Linked DNA regions of Gasterosteus aculeatus: region 1 is linked to region 2. A link is a contact called in public Hi-C data. All regions are on one chromosome and are shown on one strand. Each heading gives the region's core, a stretch centred on a gene start, on an enhancer-like site or on the middle of the called end of the contact. The rest is flanking DNA. Distances are from core to core; before and after follow the strand shown.

Evidence for each region. A called contact is a pair of places that touch in the nucleus more often than the background predicts.
Region 1: a Hi-C map of skeletal muscle shows a contact between it and region 2, with 3 times the contacts expected there. The contact joins the enhancer-like site here to the promoter of LOC120807839 in region 2. A contact is called at or near these places in 3 of 6 Hi-C or Micro-C datasets (skeletal muscle, tail fin and whole body).

Annotation. Positions count from the first base shown.
Region 1 is chr18:2,292,990-2,300,542 of fGasAcu3.hap1.1, forward strand. All of the region lies in intron 17 of nrxn3b (neurexin 3b), which reads right to left. Among protein-coding and RNA genes, the nearest start is that of nrxn3b, 100 kb to the right of the region's middle. Within about 2 kb of position 3,087, at least 1 of the 9 cell types and tissues checked has open chromatin away from gene starts, as enhancers often do.
Region 2 is chr18:2,165,031-2,172,257 of fGasAcu3.hap1.1, forward strand. LOC120807839 (26S proteasome regulatory subunit 4) reads right to left here and starts at 4,077. Exons shown (of 11, transcript XM_078094024.1): 1 at 4,073-4,077. The coding sequence starts at 4,075. It overlaps cep128 (centrosomal protein 128), which reads left to right. Exons shown (of 25, transcript XR_013453497.1): 10 at 56-155; 11 at 740-879; 12 at 2,395-2,466; 13 at 2,643-2,828; 14 at 4,154-4,342; 15 at 4,718-5,158.

The sequences.
Region 1 (7,553 bases), core at 1,837-4,336, 130 kb after region 2:
ACACATGCAGCTCGCTGCTCTGGAATACGCACACGCGTGTGTGTGGGGTAACACATCCCGTGGGATACAGAACGTCCGAAGGATGGCGACGCTGCCGAGCCCGAACAGAACCCGCCAGCACAGTAAACGAGGCGGGACTCTGGGATCGTACGCGGTTTCTCCTGATGGGGCGTCCACGAGTTTTAAAGACATTTACGTAACAATGACTTACGGAGGAGGCGGGCGGGGATGGAGAGGAAGAGGAAGAGCCGGCTGACTCCGTTGAGCCCCCCCCCCACACCGATCTATGAGCGCTGAGCAGAACTGAACGACGTGGAAGAGTTCTCTGCTTCTCTTCGGGGGGGTGAAATATACGCAGAGCAGCACCTGCTGTCTCCCTCCACAAAGAGATGAAGGAATTGCCGGATGTCCACTTAACGGAGCGGATCGCATGGCGGCGCTCTCGCCGGAGACACCACATGGGCACTTTTCATGCTGCTCAGTGGCTGATTTCATTCAAAGTGACTCGCGGTTCCATGGGAGAATATCATTTGAGCCATTTGAGCCTCAGTGGGAATCAGACTCCAAACCATTAAGGAAAGTCTTTGAATTCTCAGTCGGCCACTTGATTCTGATAAACCGCTGAGAACTTGTCACATTTAACGGAGCCGAAGTGTAAAGTATCAGATTTCTTACAGGTGTGGAATTACGATACAAATCCTGAAACCTTAAATGTAGAATTTGATATAAATGTGGGGCAGAAAGAGAAACTTGAGCTTACGATGTTGTACAATGTACACGTACGAGAAAACCCCGTAAATCTGCAGAGTCTTAGATCACTATCGGAGACACTGGAGAGAAAGGGCGCCTTTTACTGGATATTCAGCCTCTACTTCCAGTTTTTAAAAACTACGATTAAGGTCCATTAGCCAATCACTTATGTTAAATGTCGATGTACTTTTAGGTTACTCACTCTGCAGTAGTGTTGCCTTGTTGTGTGACTCCCTCTGACCTGCGTCACACCACCCGCTCTGCTGTTTCATTCCTTGCTTTTCTCTCAATGAAGCCGGCGCTGACGGCGGCCTCACCTTCCTCGGAGCCTGAGACGCACCAAGCAATCAACTCTGATGTAGTAAAGCATGCGTGATGGTGGTGGTAGCAGGGGGCTGATAGCATGCAGGGGAGGAAACAATGGACCACGGACATGAAATGAAAAGCTGGTTGTCCAAGCAGACACGCGCACGGCTGGCTTATCAGATCTTGTGATCATGACTAATGACAAAATATGGCAGGTAATGCAAAAAAAACAGGCATTGGTTAATTGGCTACAGTACAGTGGATAGAAGTAGATAGAAGCAAAACAACTGCAGGGTTTTCCATCTTTGCAAATAGAGGAAGTCTCAGAGCTCTCAACTCCCTTTTATCTCTGAAGAATTAGACCAAAATAAGCCGAGCAAAGCCAGAAAAAAGGGTTTCATAAAAGGATCTTCCATCAGTGTTCATATAGAAAGGCCCAGCAATGCGTCCAACCATTGGAACGAAGGGTGAAGAATAAATATATATATATATTTAAGATCACTTTAAGATTAAAATTGTTAATATCATAATTGTTGTTAATATCATAATACAGTATCATGGATTAAACAATTATCTGTATATCCAAATTTGAGGTGAGGGGGGTTATTGTTTATCTGTAGGACTCCAAACACATCAAGTCAAACGTTCAAATGTCGCTGTAAGACGCTAAAAAACGAAATAACAAAAAGCCACGTTTTCATTTTGCTGAGAGAGAAGTCTTCTCATAAATAATAAATGCCTATTTCTAAGACCTGATCTAAGATCCGCTTTCACGCCAGGAGCCTGCGTGTTCCCACATGTGCGTCCTCCCTCTCACCTGATTTTTGTCTTTATGTGATTTCCGATATTTCGTGTCTCGTGCCAGGACCCGACTGCGGCGCGTTGCAGGAGGAGGGAGGAGGGAGGGAAGCAGACGGCGGTGACAGTGAGGGGGCCGTGATGAGGGTCCCTACGATGGAGAAACATCCAGCAGGGCCCGAACACACACACACACACACGGGCTGAACAGCCAGGGAGTAATCGGCCTGGCAAAGGCCCGGGGCGCCGTCCCACTGGCACACACATCGCACAGGGATAAATGACGAGGGAAACCCCCCCCACTGGCGCCGTCAACCAATCCCCGAGCCAGAAAGCGGCGCCAGAAGTATGTCAGCTGATCCCCCTTGAACCAACAACCCTGGCCCAGGTGAAGAGAACAGGGGAAGCGGACGGCACGTACGACACGGCGGCGCGCTCCCCGAGCCCGCCTCCGACACGCACGCAGAGCCCTTCACAAGCATCACGCCGCCGAAGGGAGATACTTCATGGCGGGGGACGTTCGGGTTCCATTGGCCAGCGCGAGGGCGCTTCTCGTTCCGCATCTCGAGAAGTAGGGCAGAGGAGAGAGAGCGCGCGCTGAGCGGAACACAGTTTGAAAATAGCCTGGGAGACAAAAAAGAAAAAAAAAGGACGCCAACGACGCACGCGACAGTAGATGAAGGAAACGCGCATTAAGGAAGACGCGAGCACGGAGGGCGGCTCGCCTCAGAGTCGCTTTCAGCCGAGGAAGATCCATGACAGCACAGGAAGCGGGAACTCTTTGTCCGTCTCCCCGTGTACGGGCCTCAAATGATGTCAAACCGAATCGTGTGCACACAGCCCGGCTGCGTTGTGGCTGATTCACTTCCTGTTTCCTGGGCCGTTCAGCTACGATCATTAACATTTTGATTTTTTGACCTGGCCCCGTAGATAAACCCCACGCCCCCCCCCTTGATGAAAAGTTGCAGAGACACCAAAGGGGGGCTGAGGGGGTAACGCGGGACCACCTGCGGTGCACGCATCTATGCATGTGTCGGCTCGCGACCCATAACAGGCATCTCAGGACCGCCGGCGGTCCGTTTGCATCAGGTTTACTCTTGCAGCGACGCGTTGGACCCCGGTGTTTGTCCTCGCCTGCCCCCCCCCTTCCCCCACAGACATGAACAGACAGGGACACAGCTACAGCCGCGCACACACTCCGCCGCTAACCACACATCCTCCTGTTCCCCGGCTGCGTGACGCTCGGGAGACCATTTCAAACGGAGGGGCCGCGGACGATCGGCCCTCTGCTGTAATTGGGTCCCTTGTCACCCAGCAAATTCATGTCAGCATCGGTCACATGGGATACTAATCTAAATGGCACCAGTGTCCTACTTTGTGTGTGTGTGTGTGTGTGTGTGTCAGGGGCACAGAGGGTGACTTGGAGAAGCTGAATGAGACGCTGCTTTTTAAACCGTGTGCAGGGACGTCATTGGGCTGCTTCTGTGCGACAAGTCAACACGGCGACAGGGCGGCTAAAACTTTTCTAAAAATGTAACGCCTGTAAGGGGATGTGTGACATTGAGATGAAATGATTTGCAATGCAGCAGTTTAATATGTAAAGTGGCGGGAAGATTGAACTGAAACACAAACTGTGAGGAGCATCTGTAGTGTAGTTCGCCCGGGTCCGAATTCCCCTTTCTAAAGACGCTTCCTTAGTATGTGAAGGTGTATTTCCAGACGTCGGGATGATAAGGACCGACTACAGTACGGGTGCCGTTATGTAAAATGAATCAACAACCCTTGAGCAAATCCCAATTACATATTCATGGAGGCCATTGTGTGATGAATATAGATGATGACCTTTTAGAGGCAGCTTGTCATGACGACGAGCCCCTTCCGTGGAACTAGTCAAATATGACGATTATATAGAATTTTATTTAGAAAAATGAACGGCAAAGATAAAGAGCAGAGACTGTTAAAGAGCTTTCAGACCTTTCATCCTTGACAATGCGTTTTTTGTCCAGTTCCATCACAGCACTGAGGTGAACCAATACAGAGATATCGTGTTTGGGGAGAGGAAAAAAGGAGAATGCTACAGAGTAGAACTGCCATTTAGCATGAACCCGCCTGGCAACACAAAGAATTGTCTTCACTTGTGATCCACGTTGGATTCAAGATCAAGCAGCCTGCATTATTTATCAAGTGTTAAACTTATCTGCAATTCAGACAGCAGTTATCAAAGAGCTTGACGTGGTGGCTCACGTAGAGGCAGGTGGGTATGACTGCCAACTCAAGTTAGTGTGATCCAGCTTCAAAGTCTGCACGGCCCATCTGTGGGGGGCTGTGTTATGAGCTGGGAGGCTTCTGAGGCTGCTAAGCGCAGACATCTAGCAATGTGGCCGAGAAAGAAACCCGCAATAGACAGAAACGAAGAGGACGAGGTCAGGAAGTCAGAGGTTGATCATTCAATGAGGCGACGATCGAGCGCCGTTGAGGGTGTGGGGTCCAGCTTGAGATGCCGTGCAGCATCTCAAAACGTGTCATTGTGAGTGTTTAAGACGATCAAGATGGGATCCACACCCGCACTAGAATGAGGACCAGGCAATCATGCAATGAAAATACGACTACGGCAAAGCCAAGTGGAACACGAGCCCCTCCATCTTATTCCTGGTGGCAGGACTGAGGCCGATGTTTCCCAGAGAAAGAACACGGTATACGGTCCTACACACCCAGGAGTCCAATGTCTTCCTCGCCGTCCAACAGAGCGCTAAAAGCACGGCCTCAATCCTCCAACAAAAAGCCATTAGAATTCAACAATTCCCTCAAACACATCGTGGGAGACATGTCCTAAACATCACAAACAACACTTTGACACACAAGCAAAATAAGCCAGCAATCAAAGGCCACGTGGGGATTAGACATATACGAAGGGGGCTTTACACGAAAACCTTTTGTGAAAATGCTATGGAATAATACATGCTTTCTTTAAATGTACTAAATAAAATGTCCCCTTTAACAAGCAAATGTTGTGCTGCTATTTCAGATATTTAGTTAGTCGCCAGTGGAGTTTGTCTTTCAATCTTGTAATCTCCAAAACAATGGCAACAACCTTGTAACCGCAGCAAGCCGAGCGGGAAAGGCCTGCTTGTCCTCTTTGGAGATAAAACTGTCAGAGGCGATTGTCTTGAAACGCCTTCACCTGATGAAAGCCATCAGTTTCACCCGATGGGAGACGGTGAAAGGCCTGCCCCCACCCCTGCACAGGACCACACATTCCCCACAGCGTGTTCTTCGGTGAAGAGAGCCTGTTGATGGTGAAATAAAAACAATGTCCGACAGCTATTAAACTGTGCAGGTTAAGACGAGAAACCTCACTGTGGACGTATCACATAGAGAATGACGCGACTGCCCAGTGGGTGGCGCTACACCTCATTTACAGTGTGACCCGTGCAAAAGCCTGGCCGAACGGCATGAGACATACAGCGTTGCCGCTCCTGTACGTGCTGTGCAGAGGAGAGCGTTATTCTTTTTACTCTGCTCTTTAGAGGCTACCTGCCTTCTGGCGATAACTTCCCATCAGCCTCACCGATGGGAGAATAGGGGGAGAAAGGGGGGGGGGGGGGACAGACCGATAAAACTCAACTCACCTTTCCTCTTTCCTCCACGCACATCTAAACAGTAACGTGCACTCACTGATGCAATTGAGTGCAGCGGCCGTCTACCAATGAAAAATCACTTGTATTCATGTGGCCCAAAAAGGATTCAAAGAAATTGCATTTAGCAGAACTTCTTCTTTTGTAGGCTGTGGGATCAAAAGCACCGGGGATGCGAAATTCGATGCGAGGGCCACGTGCGCTCAAAAGACCACAGCAAAAATAAATGAATACAACTTGCTCTTACTCGAGGCATGTGCCATTTTTTCGCGAGGCATTGATCGGGTGATTAGCGCGTGCTGCCGCCGCTCCTGCCACGTGTCTGGGAAACACGCGTTGATGGACGTGTCTGTCTGTGGCCGCCCCCCCCCCCCCGAGGAAACCGACGGCCTCAAGGTCACCCGCCTGGCACCGCAGCAGACGGATGGCCCCGCTGTGATGCGTTTGACTCAATCATTTCCCGCCTCATCCGTGCAACCGCTCCCTCGCACGCTCACCGGGGCCGTTTGCAGGGAGCCTGAGCGAGGTCGCAATCGGCGGCAGAGAATCGGTTCATCACAGCAGCCTCTTCTCCTGGGCAACAGCTACCACATAAGACTGTTAGCCGTTACGTTTAACTAGAGCTCCCTATTAAACTAACTGCCTTTTAGTTGTAAAGCTCTTTTACTAAATGTCATGTAAAGGGACAATTTGTGTATTTACAGAGTAAAGTGCTGCAGTTACAGCTCATGTCAGATAGATAGATTGATACTTTATTGGTCCCTCAAGAGGAACATTTTGGTGTCACAGCAGCATGTACAGGGAAGAAAATAGAATTAAAAAATACACATTATATACAATATAATAAGATAACAAATATTAAAATATGAAATGAAATAAACTAAAACAAGAATAGCTGGAAGGAATCTCCAGCCCCCGTTATGTCAACAGATAAGCAGTCTGGCAGTACAGTAGGTCATTTAACCGAGAAATGATCGTGCATCAGGAGCATTGGCTCACAAATATATGGCCCCATAATAAAGGGCATCACAGCGCAGCCGTTCGTTGAGGAGTAAAAACTCTCTTTCTTTTTTTCACCCCATTTTACGTCGGCTCTTCTGGCCCTGGGGCACTCGGCTCCACGACACCCAATTATACCGCGGCTCTGAGCGCGCCGACGACACATCGATTGACACAAGCGACATCCAGTCCGATCCCAGTGACACGGCGCACCGCTGGTCAAGCATCATTAGCCCCATCAGCCAATAGCGAGGCAGCTCGTTGGACCCCCCCGAGGGCTGGACGCGAAGCTCCAGTTCTAACACACATATCAAGAGACAAGGAAGGAGTAGTGATAAAGTGATGGGGAGGGGGGGCAACATTCGTGCAGTCACAGGAGCAGTAAAGCTCCGTCATGCTAAACGTGTTCCTCAGTGGCGACACCTCAGGCCGCTTAGCGGTCAGTGCCACCTGATCGTTCGACGCCTCGGCCATTTCTAGTCAACAAGCTCGCCTCAGCTAGTAGGACAGATGGAGTGACATCATTCCAAAGTGGCCGTTTGGGATGGAAGGTGCCAGGCGCGGGTATTTATTGACAAATGTCCTCATATTTTAATGCGCCACTTATAGTAGAAGTTGAATTTAGCCGAAAGGTACTTTCACAAACTGAATGAGAACTTTCATGAGCCTCCGAGAATAAAACGCCAATAAAGTAGGAAAAGGGACAACAGGTCGGCCCAACCTGGGGCACCTAGTGTGAAGCCCGGTGCTTTCTTTGGCGTCTCTTTCGTCCTGGTTGCCAGAGAGCGACTAACCGCTGCTCAACACCGATTGGCCGGATCCAGCCGGCTTGATCTACTTCGACCCCTTCACAGAGACAGCAGGTGGAGTGATTCACCCCTCCGATGAAATCTCCCTTAGTAGTCACGGGGAAGTCCACAGACACTTGTTTTTGTGTCTGCTTTCTTGTTTACAGCAGAATCTCACCGTTGACGTCCTGCCGGAGTGAATAGTTCCCTTATTGTCTGTAATAAGTGTTGATCTGAGTAGAACATTGTGGACCAGAGGAAACGCAGCTTGTTCCTT
Region 2 (7,227 bases), core at 2,827-5,326:
GATCTGTCTTCCCCACCGGGACAGTCACATGTCTTTCTCTGGCCGACGCCCCCAGGTGGAGGACATGCGAGGCGAGCTGCTGAGGATGAGGAAGGAGAAGACGGAGTTTCCTCATGGCAACCACACCTTCAGGGATGGGGGGCAAAGAGGGGCAGGTACTGAATCTAAGTTGGGTCTGTGGCAGAAAGGAGAAAACATCTGGATGCATCCTCTTAAAAGAGGATCGCTATGACGACACAACGCTATGACGTAAACATGGAGAAAGCTGACTTTATGTCTGAGACTGTTGGGAGCAGCGGAAGCGTTTTTGTAATAGTGTTGAATTTCGACCCTCGAAGGCCTTAAATAGCAGTGAAGGTTTGAATCTGACACATTTTTTTTATAGCTAGCTGAGTAAGATTTAGGTACAAATGATGTGAACTAGACAGGCGGGGTAAATATATGGTGAAATAAGAAGACGTTAGAATGCGTGAATCAGAATATGCGAGTTTTGCTTCATTTACATCACACTATTTGTATTCTACCGACTGTGGGTCGGCCTCCAGTGACCGGGGGAAGTGATTGGCATGTGCATATGAGCCCTCCGTGCAGAAGGTAAAAAAAGGTGTAGCAAATATCCATCTCACTCAAAAGACGTGGCCTTGCCTCTGCAGTGTGTGCTGCATGTCTAATCCACCCGCCACCCCGTATTGTACAGTTGTGGTTCCTGGTAACGCTGGGGTTGTGTGTGTGTGTGTAGACGGGTTGGAGCTGGAGAAAGAGGTGGCGGCGCTGCGAGCCCAGCTGCACGCCGCGTCGGTCACCAGCGAGGTCGAGGAACTGAAAAGGACTCTGGACCGAAAGGAAAAGGAGAGCGTCCAACTCCGCTCACAGGTGGAGGTATGTGATCCTTTATATCGACCCCACTTGAGCTTTTAACATCCGCTCTTCAGAGAACATCTCAGTCATCGCCGCCACTTTAGAAAGCACCCCTGTTAAATGGGTTGTTAACACAAATTGCTAATCACATTGCTGCAACTCAGTGTATTTAGGCATGTAGACGTGGTCCAGACAGAGTCTGTAGTCTGGTTAACCCTCAGCATGTGGCATAAACCACAAGGAAGCATGGATCCATGCATTTAGCCTGCTGGTGCTGTGGAGGATATTTCATCCCCTTATGACCACAGTGGACCATCTTCAGCAGGATGACGCACCACGTCACAGAGCTCATACCATCTCACACTGGTCTCTTAAACATGACAAAGAGTCCACGGTCGCCACATCTCAACCCAATAGAGCCCCTCTGGGAGGTGGTGGAATCATAGACGGGCAGCCGACAAACCTGCAACATCCGCGTGACGCCATCAGGAATCAGGAAACATTTATTGCCAAAATACGTCAAACATACAAGGAATTTGTCTTGGCGGTTGGTGCGTGACAGTAGACAGTGTAACAATAGACAACAATAAACAACAAGACAGCAGTGCACAAGTAATACAATAAAATGAAATGAAATGCTAATGCAATGGGTTAGTAGAATAAGGCGATGGGTTAGTGTAAAACAAGGGAATAAAGTTAGAGTTAAAAATTTAAAAAATTTAAAAAGTTAAAAAATAAAGTGCACGAACAACCACATCGAACAAGTGACGAGTGACAATAGGGGTGGGAATCTCTCGCACCTCACGATTCGATTCTGATTCAGAGGTCAACGATTCGATTCTAAACCGATTATCGATTCTAAACTGATAAAACGATTATCGATGCATCTTGAATTTTCTAAATTTTCTCAAATCTGAGTTTGAGTTTTTTTATAAGAGAAAAAAAATCTTTCTCAATCCCACTTGAGGTCCTGGGTGATGATGGAGCCCAGGAAACCACAGGAGTCAGGACCCAGGAGTCCACAATAGTGACGGGGGAGTCACACAGGGTGATGGGGGAGGGTGGGGCTTTGTTCCTCCGGAAATCCACAACCATCTCCACTGTCTTTAGAGCGTTGAGCTCCAGGTTGTTCTGACTGCACCAGGACACCAGATGGTCAGACTCCAGCTGTAGGCGGACTCGTCCCCACCAGAGATCAGTCCAATGAGGGTTGTGTCATCCGCAAACTTCAGGAGCTTTCATGTCAATATGGAGCAAACAACTGCTTGTTGAGAGTATGCCAGCAAGAATAAAGCAAAAGGGGTTCCAACCTTTGATTGCTGTCTTATTCAGTATAAATACCTAAATGGCACTACAACTTTTCAGAAGAGCTTGCATATAATCTGTATTTTGTCACTCGCTCTTTACTGTTTATTATAATTTGTTTATTATAGCCATTCCTCTGCACCCTTATGTCTGCCCGACTCTTCTGTGCCCCACCAGCAGTGGTATTAGTCTCACACACACAGACACACACACGTCCTTTGTCTCTTTCAGGACCTGTCATCAGAGCGGGCCCAGTGGGAGCAGCAGCAGCTACGAATGCTGGACCAGTTGAGGGAGATGCAGGTATGTTTGTATTGATGCTTCACAGTAAAGATTAATGAAGTGAACACTCACTAATGTTAAGTTATGCTAACTGTTGTAGTAGGTTTATTTTAACTCAACAAAAAAAAACATTTAACATCGGCATGGCTGAAAAAAAGAAAAGAAAAAGGAATGACTGTGCCCACTTGTTATGACAGAGCCGAGGGCAGGCCGACAGGAGGGAGACGGAGGCGCTGCTCCAGGAGAGCACGAGGAGCAGAGCTGAATTGAGGACCAGGGCCCAGGAGGCCGTGCGCCAGTGGAAGGCAAAGTGCAGGAGGCTGCAGAAGGACCTGGAGGAGGCGAGGGCCCAGGCTCAGGTCCACACGGACGGGGCCTCGCAGGTGTGTTGGTGCAGGTGTATGCGTTAGCATACACTAATGCAAGATCTTATTAGTGCGATGAGGGGAATTGTAGGTGCTGGGTTTTACTATTGGTGTGTAAGGTTTCTGGACTGAACAGTACTCGGGACTAAAAGTCAACATACCTTTGCTTTGACTTTTCAGATTATAGTAATTCTATTTGGTCTATATCTATATATTCATGACGTGCCTGCTAAAGAAGTATTTGGATCTCCAGTCTGTCTTTATGGTAGGTTCAGTTTATTCAAAATACTTTGGCGTCATTATTGACAAAGAGATCGACCATGTTCTGCAAAGACATTTGTCCCGTGATGCAGATCAGCACATGAGGCAACATCTCAGAGCAGCCTACATGAAGAATACAAATACATACCAGTCTTTTCGTTTTGGCCCATCATTGAACAAAGTCAAAACTCTGCACCACAATGTGGTACATGTCACTGCAGCATATTGACTAGTCACCCTGAGTTAGCTCAGCTTCTCATGGCCTTCAGCTGCTCAGTCTCAAAGGGTCCAGATGCTGCTGCAGCAGCATCTGATTCGTAGCGGCGCTCCTGGCAGCGAGAATACAACAACTTATTTCAGCCAAACTCTCGCTGGTGGAAGCAAATGTTGCTACTACGTGAACACTGAGGACACGCCACAGGAGCTCTGTTCTCTAGAAGGTTTTCGCCTCACGTTACCCGGGCGAATACGGCTGAGCCTGAACAGCCAATGGGAGGGTAAAAACTATTGAATGCAGATAAAAGCCAGCAATAAGTCATACAAAGTCAGAACTGCACGACCTTGTTTCTAACAGCTTCATAATTCTATATCCAAATCGGAAGCGGGTCACAGAACCTTTTGCGAGGCCCTGTATGTTAAAGTAGTGCTCTGTGGAACGATGAAAGGTTCAGTGATTATTAGCTTGAAGGTCACCTCCCAGTGCTTCCCACTCTGTTTGAACTCCGAGTCCCCGTCAGCAGCCTCGCTCCTCCGCCAGGCGGACGCCCTCCCCGGCTTACTCGACGCGACGTGAATTAATTACAAAAAGTATTTCTGCTCCCCTAATGAATTAGCGGAGGGAATCAAGTGCTCAATTAAATGATTAGGTTCTGAGCTCCGGCACATTCCAGGCAGAGCTGCAGCATTAGAAGCAATCTGCCTGGAACAGACGTGACCATTGTCTGTGCTATCGGTGCTGGAGCTGCTCCTGCACATGTCTCTCTGTCGCTCCTTCTCATTATCATTGTTACAGCGGCTTTTTGAACACCATCTTCCGCCTCCCATTCATATGTCATCCCTCATTTCCCTTCTCCCCCCTCCAGGTAGCCAGGGAAAGGGAGAGCGCCCGGGCCCAGCTGAAGGAGCTGCGCCAGCAGACGGAGGCGACCCGCCGGGAGCTCGCCGGAGTCCTGGGCCGCTTGGCCCAACGCGAAGAAGAGCTCCACCGCAAGGACGTGGAGCTGTCCGAGATCCGCCAGCGCCACTTGTCGCTGGAGCAGGAGATCCGGGAGGTACTGCTAAGACATTCGTTTTAGCCGTAGGAAGATGCAACACTGGAGTTAGTATTTAGGAACCGTATCGTTCCATCAGGCCGATTGATGGAGTCAGCCGGGTGGTCGAAATCGAGCGGCATCACACTGCCAGCGGGTCGTGTGATGATGATGACACGTTTAGCATTCAGACAGCATTGAAGTCATGCAAATGGTTGACGTATCATTTGGTTTTTTAGAGGTCACGATCACATGAGCATCCTGCACTCCACAGGCAGACTGAATTTCATTTAATTATTTTGGCTGACCAGTTTGAAATCTTGTTAAATGTAGTGAAAACCTCGGCGATGGAGTCCTGCAAAGCGCTCTGATCACACTAACAGACTCTGACCCCAGGTGAAGGAGGCCTCCGCTGCCCTGGAGGAGGACACTCAGCGTCTGGCCGCGGCCAAGACGAGACTAAAGGAGGAGAACCAGAGGCTGGAGGAGCAGGCGGAGATCCAGGCCCGTCAGTGCCAGAGGGACCAGGCCGCCTTAAAGCAGATGACCTCGGCCCACGCTCATCTAACCCAGAGGTTAGCCGAGGAGGAGAGCTCCAAGCACAGCCTCCAGAAGGGCTCCGCGGAGCTCCAGGCCAGGCTGCAAGCGGCGCAGGAGGAGCGGGCCGCTCTGGGGCAGCAGCTGCAGCTGGAGAGAGCGGCGCATCAGGCAGAACTGGAAAACACGAGGGCCGTGACGCACAACAGCAGGACGAGGAAGGATTGGGAAGCGCAGGACATGCTCAAGCTCTGCCAACGGGAGAGGGACGAAATAAAGGCCCAGCTGGAGGAGGTTAAGGTGAGCACTGGATTATATTAGCTTAACATTAAGACATTAAAACAGCTAGCTTGAGCCTGGCGGCTGGTCGTTGCACTTCAGTTGTGCATAGATGAGTTGCGTGTGTGTTGATAAGCGTTACAGCTGCTGGCATGTGAATCGGCTCTCAACCGTTCCATCATCAGGGTCCTGTACTGACCCCACTAATTCAAATGTAGACTCATAGTCCCCCTGAATAGGAGTCTTGATCATTGTGTTGCGTTACATCTTTGAAAGGGTTACTAAATGCCACATTTAGCAAAATAAATTGGAATACATTTAGCATTGGTTTTCCCGGCAGCTTATGTACCAATTTATTGTGGAAATGCTTTAATTTATCTAAAGGAACACACTGATTTCAGGCGGTAGGTGACAATACAATACATAATGAACTATATTGCTAGACGGTTGGCCCGGAACACTCATCTAGATTTCAGCATTGCTTTTATTGTTCCAGTATAACTTCCAATAACAGAAAGTCTAGCCTTGGTCATGAACTCTTTAATGAAGTTTAAATGTTCACATTGACCGGCCTCTACGCTTCCAGAGAGGAGCCCTGAGCGCCTCTCCATCTGTTCCCCTGGATGTCCTTCATGCATTTCCCTGACGCAGACATTAGCTCCAGGTGTGTCCCCCTCCTCTCCTGAGGGACGGGGTGTAGACTCCTCAGCTCCTTGTACTTGTCAACAGAGGGGGGACGGACAGGTCGGTTACTCTGCCATTGAGGCGATAGCCGTGTCTTATTGGACGGTCTGGCCTACGGGGGAAGTTCCCGCTGGCGTCATCCGCTTTTCCTCTGCAGCTCCCGTTGCCCAGCAACCTGCTGCGCTTGACAGTAAAAGCCTTAAAATACAAAAAACATATTAAATGCAGATAGAAAAGGTAATCTTACTATCTCGTTTAAGAAAATGCAAAGCTTCTCCTCCGGACCATGATGTGTTTCAGGCTGAGAGAAAATCATTTTCCGGTTATTTTAAATTCAAATTAAATCAGTTAAGCCATATAGTTTAAGCTAAAAGTAATATTGCAATCTTAAGGCAGAGAAAATCAATAACTACAGTCAATAAAAACAACAGCAGCAAACACATGTATTAACTTGTATGCAAGGACTTTTCTTCTTGCATAGAATAGGAGCTAATTTAAGATCTCACAGAAGATGTCCAAGCTACTCGCTGAATGTCACCACACACATCGTTGTCTTCAGCTCGATGCTGCTTCCTCCTGCTCCATAAAACAACACAAATGTAAAGTTTCTTTGTGTATTTGTTCTGTAACGTAACTAACTTAGAAAGTGATATCTGAGGTTCCTGACAACCTGAAGCTCACTTTGCTCCATTTCTGTTCATAATATGAAGTATAAACTATATATAAACACAACCTCGGTTACCAACGTCACGTGACTTAAGCCATGTCAGAAACTGAGATGTGATGTTATATATTATAATAATTCTATCGATAAATACTTATTTAAAAGTATTTAACAGTATTTAAAAGTGTCCTTGGCTAGGACACTTAACCCCAAATGTGTGTGTGTTGCTCACTGATGGACGGGATGCTGTATAGTAGATGGATAGATGATGAGAGACAATTAGCCCGTGTGCAGCGCTGTAGGGCTGCACGGTGCGGCCAAAAATGAGATTCTGACGGTGTCCCGGCATATCACGGTATTGCATTAATTCATTGAACCCGAAAAGGACCACGGCTCCCCGAACAGCTGTTCGCCGCTCGCCGGCCGGCGAGTTAGCTGGTTGGCGTGTTAGTTCGTTAGCTAACGTTAGTTGCTGGTCGTCTGCTGATGGAAGGACACGTGTTTCTCAATGCTCTCGCTCCCCTTGATGAAGTCAGAATAATTCGCGCCGCTGGTTGACAGCGACGTTGGCGGCATGTTCGAGTCCCTCGCGAGCCTTTCAAAAAATGCGTGTCGTTCTCTTGACATCTTCCACCCCAAGCTAAGCTAAGCTAATCTATCTTCCGTTTGTGGTCAATGGGTGTGTGGGTCTTTTCTTTTGAAGCAGAGACGGTGAAGGAAGCTGGATTTGCTCTCACAGGTC